2 separate regions of the Mus musculus genome follow, and region 1 is linked to region 2. A link is a contact called in public Hi-C data. All regions are on one chromosome and are shown on one strand. The core of a region is the stretch at or near the end of the contact, and the rest is flanking DNA. Distances in the headings are between cores, read along the strand shown.

Evidence for each region. A called contact is a pair of places that touch in the nucleus more often than the background predicts.
Region 1: a contact with region 2 is called in a Hi-C map of neural progenitor cells, with 2.3 times the contacts expected there. The contact joins two enhancer-like sites. A contact is called at or near these places in 6 of 484 Hi-C or Micro-C datasets (embryonic stem cells, neural progenitor cells, stem cell-derived neural progenitor cells and 3 more) and 1 of 115 datasets of contacts at active chromatin or transcription factors (kidney).

The regions. Positions count from the first base shown.
Region 1 is chr7:136,394,303-136,399,889 of GRCm38.p6, reverse strand. No RefSeq gene overlaps it. Among named protein-coding and RNA genes, the nearest start is that of Gm29872, 6.7 kb to the right of the region's middle. Within about 2 kb of position 3,814, at least 16 of the 459 cell types and tissues checked have an H3K27ac peak or open chromatin away from gene starts, as enhancers often do. A contact at or near this core is called in neural progenitor cells and stem cell-derived neural stem cells, where this site is marked.
Region 2 is chr7:136,291,417-136,296,530 of GRCm38.p6, reverse strand. The region is part of intron 3 of C030029H02Rik (RIKEN cDNA C030029H02 gene); the gene reads right to left. Among named protein-coding and RNA genes, the nearest start is that of C030029H02Rik, 26 kb to the right of the region's middle. Within about 2 kb of position 2,595, at least 19 of the 459 cell types and tissues checked have an H3K27ac peak or open chromatin away from gene starts, as enhancers often do. A contact at or near this core is called in neural progenitor cells and stem cell-derived neural stem cells, where this site is marked.

The DNA.
Region 1 (5,587 bases), core at 2,565-5,064, 100 kb before region 2:
ATATTACCATACATGGCTCTTTTTATTTTATTTATGTGGGTTTTGAGGATCAAACTCAGGTCCTCATGCTTGCAAGGCAAGTGCTTCTAGATTGAGCTATCATTTCAACCCCATGAATTTCTAAGAAAAATTCCCAGCCACATTTTCAGGATTGCTCTAGTGTCCAGGGTCTGCCAACCTTCCTCAAGCCAGATCTGCGTCCTTAGTAAGCACCACAGGCCTTCCTCCTCAACACACTGCCCACCCTGGGCGGCGGCACCCACCCAAATCTGAACATAGGAATCACAAAGGACTCAGGAAGGAGACACTGTAGGAAGATGTATGTTGTTTCTGTCCCTGGAGAAGGCAGAACAGGGGCTGCTCTCTCAACTGGCGGGAAGGAGCTGGAAAGGTGGGTAAGGCAGAAGTCTTATGGGAAGGTAACACACATATCTCCAAGCAGCTGAGCTTGGGCTAGCATAGCATGCTTTGATAGCATAGATGTCTAAGTCTGCCCTTTCAGTGTGTTCTCAGTCCCCAGCCTTGTGCCATCTAGGCCGGGGCCCACACTTCACCCCACCTTATATCCACCCAGCCACCATTCCTAGCTAGTTAGGGTGCATGCCCTTGCCTTTTAGCCCCACAGTTCCTTTATCCAGCAGCTCAATCAAGTCAAGGCAGCAGACTCAGAAGGAGCCGGCCATTGAGTATGAGGGCAGGTAGATGCCTCCTCAGTCCCTACCATTGTGTTCTCACGATGAGCACACCTCAGACAGAGAAAGACTACAGGGTCCATCCTGAGCTCCAGCGGAGGACTCTTCCTGCAACCCTGCTGGGAGGGGGGACCCTTTCCAGGGTGACTATGAATGGCCAAGGAAGAGGACAGCGTCCCCCAGAGTACAGACTGTAACATATGGGGTTGCTAGGGACACAACTATTGAGCTGGATTCAAAACTTGCTCTGTGGAAGCCCCCTTTGTAGTCCTCCTGTGGACTTTTGAGACCTGCCCAGCCCAAGGCCTCAGGACCAGGTAGAACTTCCTCAATCCTCACCCAGAGTCCCTGTCTGAGTCATCTCCATGCACAGTGCCCTCCATGAGTTACACGTGTTTCCAGGCTTCAGTGGCATCTTGCTTTCTCTCTCGCTTTTCTCTTCCATTGTGCCCCAAGACACAATCGAACACATATCTACTGTTGCTGAATAGCCCTCAGTGGCTCCCCAATGTTCATAGAGGCTACCTCAGAGATAAAGTTCAAACTATGAAGACCCTCTAGGGTCGCCTGATGTTCAGCCATGACTTAGTCTCTAAAACATTACACAGACTTGACTGGTACATAACAAGTTTCCTTTCCCGGGCACTTTTGGGCCTCCTTGAAGATGTTGATGGCCTCTGTCCATGTTCACTCCCATTGCTCCTGACATCTCAGCACAATCCTATACATACATACATATATACATACATGCACACACACATATATACACACATATATGCACACACATGCATACATATACACACACATGCACATGCATACATACATACATACACACACATGTCAAACACATGCAAGCATATATACCACAGACATGCTCATCCACAAAGATGCACAGAGGCTCACAAACATGCAGATACACAAATACACATTACATACTCACACCACATGCACAGAGAAACACACGTGAGCATTGATTAGGAGGTAGCATTTAGCAACACTTACTGAAGAGAGTGTGAAAATGTGCATGCTGATTCTGGAAGTTGTGAAAGGTCAGAGGTGGCAGGTCGCCTGCTGGAAGAAAGAGAGAGGTGGATGACAACATGACTGTTACCAAAGATTGGTGGAATGACCTCTTGTGTGGACATTGTGGGTGGGACGAGCTGTGTTGGAGCTCAGAGGCTCTCAGAACTAATTCTTACTGATGAATCCCCTCAAGCACGAATCATTTATGTTTCTTCAACCTCTGCTTCCTTATCTGAGAAATGGGGATAGCCTGCCTCACATGCCTCCCAGGCAGTGAGAGCCATGTGAGAAAGTGCAGGCAGCTGTCAAAATACAAAATCCAGTGTTTGCCTTCATCAGTTCCTTGAGGAAACTGGGCCAGAGTTGAGGGGCAGGCCAGACCCCCATCTGTGCAGACTTTACAGCTTGAGCCTAAGACATACTATGTCTAAACCATTATGCATTTAGAAAATGCTTTTTCAATATGGTTAGACTCCAGGGTGGGAAAAGCAGGGCCCAGAGCAGCAGGAGGCCTGCAGCAGCTTCTTAGAGTAACCTCACTGGAAAAGAGCCATGGCAGAATGGATGGGCCATGGGAATGGACAGACACCTCTGTGACACAGCTTGGGGTCATGAAGGAGCCATCATAACCAGAGAGACCACTGAGTTAGCCATGAGGAGCATCTAGAGTGTCATCTAGGAGAAGCCCCTGACGTTTCTGAGACTTCCGAGGCTTAGGTGTCCCTGGTGTGGAAAATGCACTGGGAGAGCTTTCCCATGAAGAACCACCCACCATTGGTAGGAAGTTGCCTGCCCACTAGAGGACTCAGACTCCTATTGGTGGAACTGGAGCCGGCTGGCGTCTTTTCCCCAAGGACAAAAACACTGTATCACCCAGCTACTTCTAACCTCAACAGTGGCCAAAGTCTATGTTCAAAGCATTTCAGACATGTCACATGGCCATTCATTGACCAGGGCCCTTCTACCTCTCCCTGCTTGGTAATAATAGCCCAACCACTTAGAATGCTTGAGAGATGAACACTACTTGGGAAGAGGAGAGACAAATGGGTTTCTGCTGCCCCTAGCCCCATCTCCGCTTGCTCCATTTTATTGAAGGTGATTTCTTACCACTTAGTTCTCCTACTGCACCATCTCAATGCAGGAGGTTGAGTTGCTGCCAAAGTCCACAGAAATATTCTCAACCCACATTAATAGCAGGAAGGTCAACTTTCACCGTGATGACTTATTGAGAGCTCCCTATTAAACACGTCTGGCCTCCAGATAAGACTTTTTCATCCTGTTAGCAGCCTGATGAGGTATTGTGTTAATTAGGATTTTTTTTTTTTACAGAGACAGCACTTATAGAATGGACCTATGTGTACATGTATGTATGTATGCATGTATCTGTGTATATGCATGCATTATGCATGTATGTGTGTATATATATGTTTGTATGCATGTATGTGTATGTATATATGTATGTATACATGTATGTATGTATATATGTTTGTATGCATGAATGTGTGTGTATGTATGTATGTATACACACATATGTATAAAGGAAGGTTAATAGAATGGCTTACAGGCTGTGGTCCAGCTAGTCCAAAAATGGCTGCCTACCAATGGGAGTTCCAAGAATCCAGTAGTTGTTCAGCCCATGTGGCTGGATGGCTCGGCTGGTCTTCAGTATGTGCCTAAATTCCAAAGAAGTAAGCTCTAGTGCAGTGAAGGAACGGAATTGCTAGTGAGAGTGAGAACAAGCAGGCAAAGAGATCAAGCTTTCTTCTTCCATGTTCGTTATTTAGGCTGCGGCAGAGGGAGTGGTCCAGATGGAAGGTTGTGGATCTTCCCACCTCAAAAGGTTCAGATTAAAAGTGGTTCTGCCCACTTCAAATGATTTAATTAAGAACAAAATACCCCAATACAGCTGCCTAGGTTTTAGTTAATGCCAGACATAGGCAAGTGGACAAGGGTAGCCATCATAGGGCTGGAAATGGTTTCATAGATGACAGGACTGACCACTGGATGTCCCCATGGCAGCTTGGTAATGCCTCTGGTGGCAGGATAGAAGCCTCCGTGGGCCCTAAGTGCTGAGGGAGGCCTGCCAGGGCATAGAACCAGACTCTGACTCTGCAGCTATTGTAGAAGATGGAGAGGTCATGGCAAGATCCAGACAGCAGGCTGGGACCTGGCTTCGGTGGGCATTCAGTGTTTTCACCCCAATTGCTGTGCCTGGGAATCTTGCCCAAGATCAGTTTGCACTGTACTTTGAAACAGAAACAAAAACAAAGCCAAGCCTTAAACCCATCTCAATTGATTGCTCCTGGCAGATGTCTCTATTTTAATCTGGATCCAGTGGAGGAGTCGGAATTCTAAACCAGTTTGGAGGAGTCTATATTTGTAAATCAATTTTAAAATGCAAATGTTTTGTTCCTAAATATGGACAAACTACTTAGAAGCTGAAATATCAGAAACAAATTCCAAATAGCCATAGACATTCACTGCCTAGTTGGGTATGGCCATAGTATAAGTTCACTTTAAATTCAAGGAAAATATGCTGAAATAAGTATGTGGCTGGCAGTGGGACGTTTTGCCTTCATTTAAACCTGCCATCCTTCCCTGCTTTGCCTTCGTCATCCCTTCAAACCTTCACTGAAACTAGGCTTAAAAAAAAACTGTTCAAAGAAAAGTTTTTCACATACGGAAAGTTGTCCTCTGACATTTGTGGTATACTTTCTGGAAGAGAGGAGACACAGAGGCCACCCACACTGAGCCTAGGCAGGTTGTCTCTATCCCACTCTCTTCCCTCTTTCCCTTCTAGAGGCATGGCAGTCAAAGTTGCCCATTCTCTCCAGGAAAGGAGCTACCTACCCTCTGCTCTGTGCTGCAGGCTGTGGGCTGTAGGACAGTTTGAATATTTTCTCTTGATCTCTTGCTAAGCCTACCTTAAAGTTCTGACAGGCATGCTTGCCTCCTCAGAGCTTCAGTCCCTAGTTTGTAAACAGCATGCTGATGCTTCGAGTTCAAGTCTGTAGTCTTTTCTCAGCAATAATGCATGGTACCTAGGAGCTGGATTGGTGGTTTGTTTTGGCTTTGTTTTGTTATTTTCTTTTTTTGTTTTTCTCAGACGGAATGAGTATTCATCCAGAGACCAACACTGGGCAGCATCAAAGGCTTGGGATGGAGTCTGGACATATGTACTGCTTCTGTGGCTGTCATTGGTCTTTGGCAAACTTCTGCTTCCTTACTGTTTGGAAGGCAGGGAGGCAGCGAGGCAGGAAGACAGGCAAAGAGGCAGTCGGGCAGAAAAGAAGGCAGGAAGCTAAACAGATAGATAGATGGAAGGAAGAAAGGAAGAAAGAAAGGAAGGAAGGAAGGAAGGAAGGAAGGAAGGAAGGAAGGAAGGAAGGAAGGCAGGCAGGCTGGCAAGGCTGCCAGCCCTCTTTCAAGTTCATTACAAAGACTGGAAAGCCCCCCCCCCTTTGCTCATGTATATGCTAGTCATAGCACTATTGGAACTGGGTGGGAGATCCAAATGCAATGACTTCCTATGAAATCAGCTAAAACTAAGAGCCACATGCTCTCCCTCTGACATCTGATGAATGACTAGAATTATATTATCTCTCCTAAACATATTTTTCCTGGTGGCAGGGTATCCCACACCAGCACCACAGGCCAGTTGAATTTCTTCAACTACAAGAGATCTTCGCCTGACCCAGAATCAGCTGTGCTTTGTTCTTCTCTTTATAGAAGAAGCAGGGTGCTGGTCTCCAGCAGAAGGGACATCAGGTATGAGCCAATCCAAAAGCATCAACCTGTCAAGAGTCACAGAGCTGGGAGCGGTGACAGTGGCTCATCTTGTTGCTATGACCAAATGCCTGACAGGAAGTAGA
Region 2 (5,114 bases), core at 1,346-3,845:
CCGCTTCAGAACTCAGTCACAGCCTGCACTAGGGAGGACAAGGTGAGCTGAATACAAGCCAAGCGTGCCAGCTCCCAGGAGAGCTGCCAGCCGACCTGAATTCTGCTTCACCATATTGGTGTTTTCCTCAGGGAAATGGTTCCAGTGTATTTGAGGATTGAGGGTTGTTGTTGGTGCATCATTTGTAGAGCAGTGACCTTCGGAAAATGTTTGACGCACTTGTGCTTTGCATGGCATCTCCTTTGAAAGATTGTACATACACATGTACACACAGGAAAAAGTACACAGAGGTAGTCTTGGCCTCATCATGTCTAAGTGATAAAGATATCCTAGTCTATCACTTCTTCGTGGACCAGTGTCTTGAGGATCTTTGCACAGCACTTTACTGGTTGTAACATCCCTTTGCCTTACATTTCTTATCCCCACAGCAAATGTTCTATACCTTCCTCCATCCATCCATCCATCCATCCATCCATCCATTCATCCACCCATCCATCCTTCCATCCATCTACCCATCCATACATCTACCCATTCGTTCATTCATTCATCCATCCATCCATCCATCCATCCATCCATCCATCCACCCACCCATACATACATCTATCCATCTATCCATCCATGCATCATCCATCCATCTTCCATCTATCCATCCATCAATACATACATACATCCCTTCACCTCTCTCCACAATCCTCTCCTCAGTTCCTCTTTGCATCATTTCCTGTCTGACTTTCTCTCCCTCTTGTTACCCACTCCTCCCTTTATCTGCTTCTTTCATCCCTCCATGTTTATCTTTCTCACTATCTCTCTATCCATTCTTCCCTTCACCAATCCCTCCCTCCAATCATTTCCTTGTCTCCCACTCCCCTCCTCTGCTCATCCCTCCTTTTCTCTATGCACCCTTATTCCTCTGTCCCTGTATTCATTTCTCCCTCCACTTCCCATCCTTCTCTGTATTTGCCCATTATTCTCCATATCCATATCCCTTCTCCCACCTACCCATCACCTTTGCTCATCATTGAGTAGCCACTATAGCCAAGCCTCCTAATCTGAGTTTTCCCTTCTATTATTTATTCTCCTAATGTCACTTACTATTATGGACAATGTGCTGTTCTTCCACAATCCATGATGTGAAGTCCTTGCTTTCAGTACCCCTGAGTGTGACTATGTTTGAAGAGAAGGTTTTTAGAGAAGTAAATAAAGAAAAATGAAGCCATTAAAGTAGTTCTAATCCAATCACCAGTAGGATTTACTATTACAGAACATTGTAGTCGTCAAATGCTAATATACATGTATGCTCATGCACACACACACCACAAAGCCCTTGTTAAGACACAGGAAAGAGTAAGGATACATCATCTGTACACGGGAGGAGGGGAAGTACAGATAATATACTTTTGATTGTAGTCTTGCAGCCTCTAGAAATTGAGAAAATAAATGATCGTAAGACTTCTAGGAGACAGAAGCTCTAGTAGACCAATGCTAGAGTCCTAATTTTTTATATTAAAATTCAGTCATCCTGCTTAGCATGGTAGATCACACATATAATTCCAGCACATAGAAGGCTGAGGCAGGAAGTTCATGACTTGGAGGCCAACCTGGGCTACATTGTAAGCAAGCCTGGGCAATTCTATTTCACATTCACATCTTACCAGCTTTGAGGATTCAAAATGAGTGTTTTAAAAATATTTTTTAAAAGTGTTTACACATAGAAACCAAGATTCTTAGCCCTGGAGGTTTTTGCCGTTGGGGTAGGGGCTGAAGAATGTTTGTGCAGAGCTGTCTTGTGCCTTATTAGATGCTTGAGGCCATTTCTGGCCTCCACCCACTGGGTGCCAGTACAAATCCAGTCTGAGCAGACCAAACATCGCTGAATACCATCCAGCGCCACCTAGGGTGGAGGTGGAGAACAGCTACTCTGCATCTGTATTGACCATATGCTCGGCCTGTCTGAATGTGTGTTTATGTGTGCATCTCTAGTGTGTGTGTATGTGCATGTATATGCATGAATGCACATTTGTATGTATGTGTATATGTGTGCATGTATATTCATGTGTAATGTGTGTGTGTCTGCTGGTATGTGTGAATGTTTGAGTGTGTGTGTTTATGTGTGTACCTGCATATATGTATGGTGTGTATATATGTTTGTAAGTGTGTGTTTATGTGTAGGTGTGTATACGTGGTATACATAGGCCTGTCTGTGCTTGTGCGTGTATGTGTGTATTCATGTGTATTTGTGCATATATGTGCGGCGTATTTGTTTGTGTCCACCTGTGTGCATAAGTATAGAGTATGTGTGTATTTTCCACAAAGACACAATATCGCCTATACACCCACGGGTAACAGGAAAAAAGCGCAGAGCAAAGTGGTCTATGCAACCAGTTGAGACCCACATTTTTCCAGCTGGGATTTCAGAACGAGCAGGAAAGGCCTGTCCCTTCACCACTGGGCACCAGGACAGGGCCAGCACCAAAGAAAGGGCAGGGTACACAGAAGCTGGTTCTGTGCCAAACAGCTTCTAACAGGACTACGATAGTTAGAGGAGCCACCGGCTCCATGACTCAGCAGCCTAAGGAGACTCATCTGTTTCCCCAGGACTCTTTCCTCTACAGGCTGCTTTCATACACTGCTCTCCTGCAAGAATAGCAACTGGCCCCAGGGTTGGTATAAGCATGTGCAGCCCTCTTGGTATTCATAAGTAGTGAGGGCCAGCACTCTGGACCTCGGAGGGGCAGGGATTGTGTGCAGGGGTGGGGATGGGGCCTTTTCTAGCTAGGTCTCACATGCAGTTCTCCAGCAAAGGCTCTCTGACCTTGGAGTTGCAATTCTTGGCTTCTGCCTTGCTCTCCCTTGCCCTTGGATTCCCTCCAAGGTGTGGTAAAGGGAGGGTCTAGCCTGAGCGCTGAAAGGGTGCAGAGAACAAGGGGTAGTAGATTTTCCGTTGCCCTTTTTGTGAGGTAGTGGATGAACTACAAATTCTCTAAAGTCTTTCTCTGTGACCCAAAACTCCATTGTTTGGGCTCTATAACTCTTCCTCCCTGTGGCAGACAGAAAGAGGTGAACACTGCTTCCCACTGCCTGGCCTCTCTGTGACTTTCTGGCTTCAGTTCTTTCCATTTCTTAGAAAACAGACTTTTGATTCAAGCTTTTGCCTATACCACCGGTGTCTGTAGGACCAGCTGGAAAGGCCCCTCCATGACTTTACTGAGCAGAGCCACAAGCTGACGATTGCTGTTATCCCGCTCTGCACAGCCCACTGGCAACTTCCATTTTATGTTTAATATTTAAACTGACATAGTTCTTCCAATTAATGCATTATATTAAATATTAGGCTTTAGTAATCTAGCATTTTATTAATATATTTTAATATTTAATGCTAACATTTTATGTGACATTCTTAGTTGTATTAATCTAGTAAATTTTGCCAATAAAATTAAATTATTTTCCTATTTTTTACTTCTTGAGTAGAAACGATTACAGGAAAGTCAAAATAATTAGATTTCATTGGGGATAAGTGATGAGGGGATTTATTTCCCTGAAGATGAGACTTTTCTCATCTTCTTGTAATTTTCTGACTCATGTATATAGCTCCTGTGATCCAGACATAAGCCAGAGTGCAGGTGTGTGGGCACTTGCCAAGTGTTTTTCTACCAAAGCTTCGGTTTTTAAACTTGGAAAAAGCTGCAGAGAAAAGAATCTAGCAACCTGTTAGATTTACAGACAAGAAGAATGGAGGGGTGGGGCTGTCCTTACTGCACAAGCGTGAACAACACACTTCAATCCCCAGCACCTACATAAAAAGCCAACTCCGGTGTTGCATGTTCAGAAGCCCAAAGCTGGGGACATGGAGACAGGTGGTTCACCGGGGCTTCATAGCCAGCCAGTCTAGCTACATCAGCAAGCCCCATTTCCAAGTGCAAATCCTGTCTCAAAACCATGGCAGGCTGCTCCTTAGGAATATCCCCCAGGATTGACCTATGACCTCCATGCACAAGCACATCTTTGCACACTCACCTGAATACACATAAATGCCCATGAACACACACACACACACACACACACACACACACACACACACACACACACACGGAAATACACTCCCACATGCATACACATAAAAGGAGACCACCATCATTCCATAGGTAAGAACTTCCTGGGTAGAAAAATCTACTTCTCTCCCAAGATTCAGTACACGTATACATTGGTTGCAAGAATTTTTATTTTATCTGACTCTTCAGTCACCAGTTGATTGTTACCTCGGGATGGCATAGATGGATTGCTTCCTCTGTGAGGGGTGGCCAGTGCCTTCTCTGCCCCTGTAGAGTTTGATGTGCCAAATTTTTAACTTCTTTAACGATATATATCTCTAGGCTCTGGACATGGGGAAGTCAGATATCCCACCTAGATCTGGACCTGCAGCAGATTACATTATCATAGGGCCCTATCCCTGAGACCTCGCTATCCCACTGTCCCCCAAAATATTCAGAGCCCTTCCTGGCCTGAAGCCTTCCTTAGGTTAGCCTGGGGTATCAATCCTGCCTGATCTGGAATTGTTTTATTTCGTCTGCTTCAAATATTTCTTTCCCCAGGGACCAAGTTCTCATTTTCACTGTCCTTTCAAATAGCTCTACCTCTAGGGACATTTCGACTTGCACTGTCTAAGAATTTGTTAGCTATGAAGACCCACTCAGGCTAACCCTCTGCCAGGCTCCTTACTGTGATAAAGCTCAGACCTCTGGAATCTAATTAGGAACTGTCTGTGGCCCTGTTCCCACATCCTCTTAGACACTATACACTCACCCTCCACCTTCAGCTTGCTCTAGCCATCTCTCTTTCAGCCCTTGCTGTTCTGTGACTGGCCCCCAGGCTTGCCTTATGCATCTTTAAAACCCAGCTCCCCATGTCTTCTCTCTGCCCACCTTTCTCTCTGAATTCCCCATTCTTGTCTTGCCCGACTTTGCTTCATTTAAAAGTTGCTTCTGTTTTAGTTAATGATTCATAACAAGGTGAGGACAGTTAGCAAAAGCTCCTAATGTGCGTCTTTGTCTCACGCCCTTTTCTGTTGCACAAGCATTTTCTTATATGTTCTTTTTGTCAGACTTCATAATTTAGTA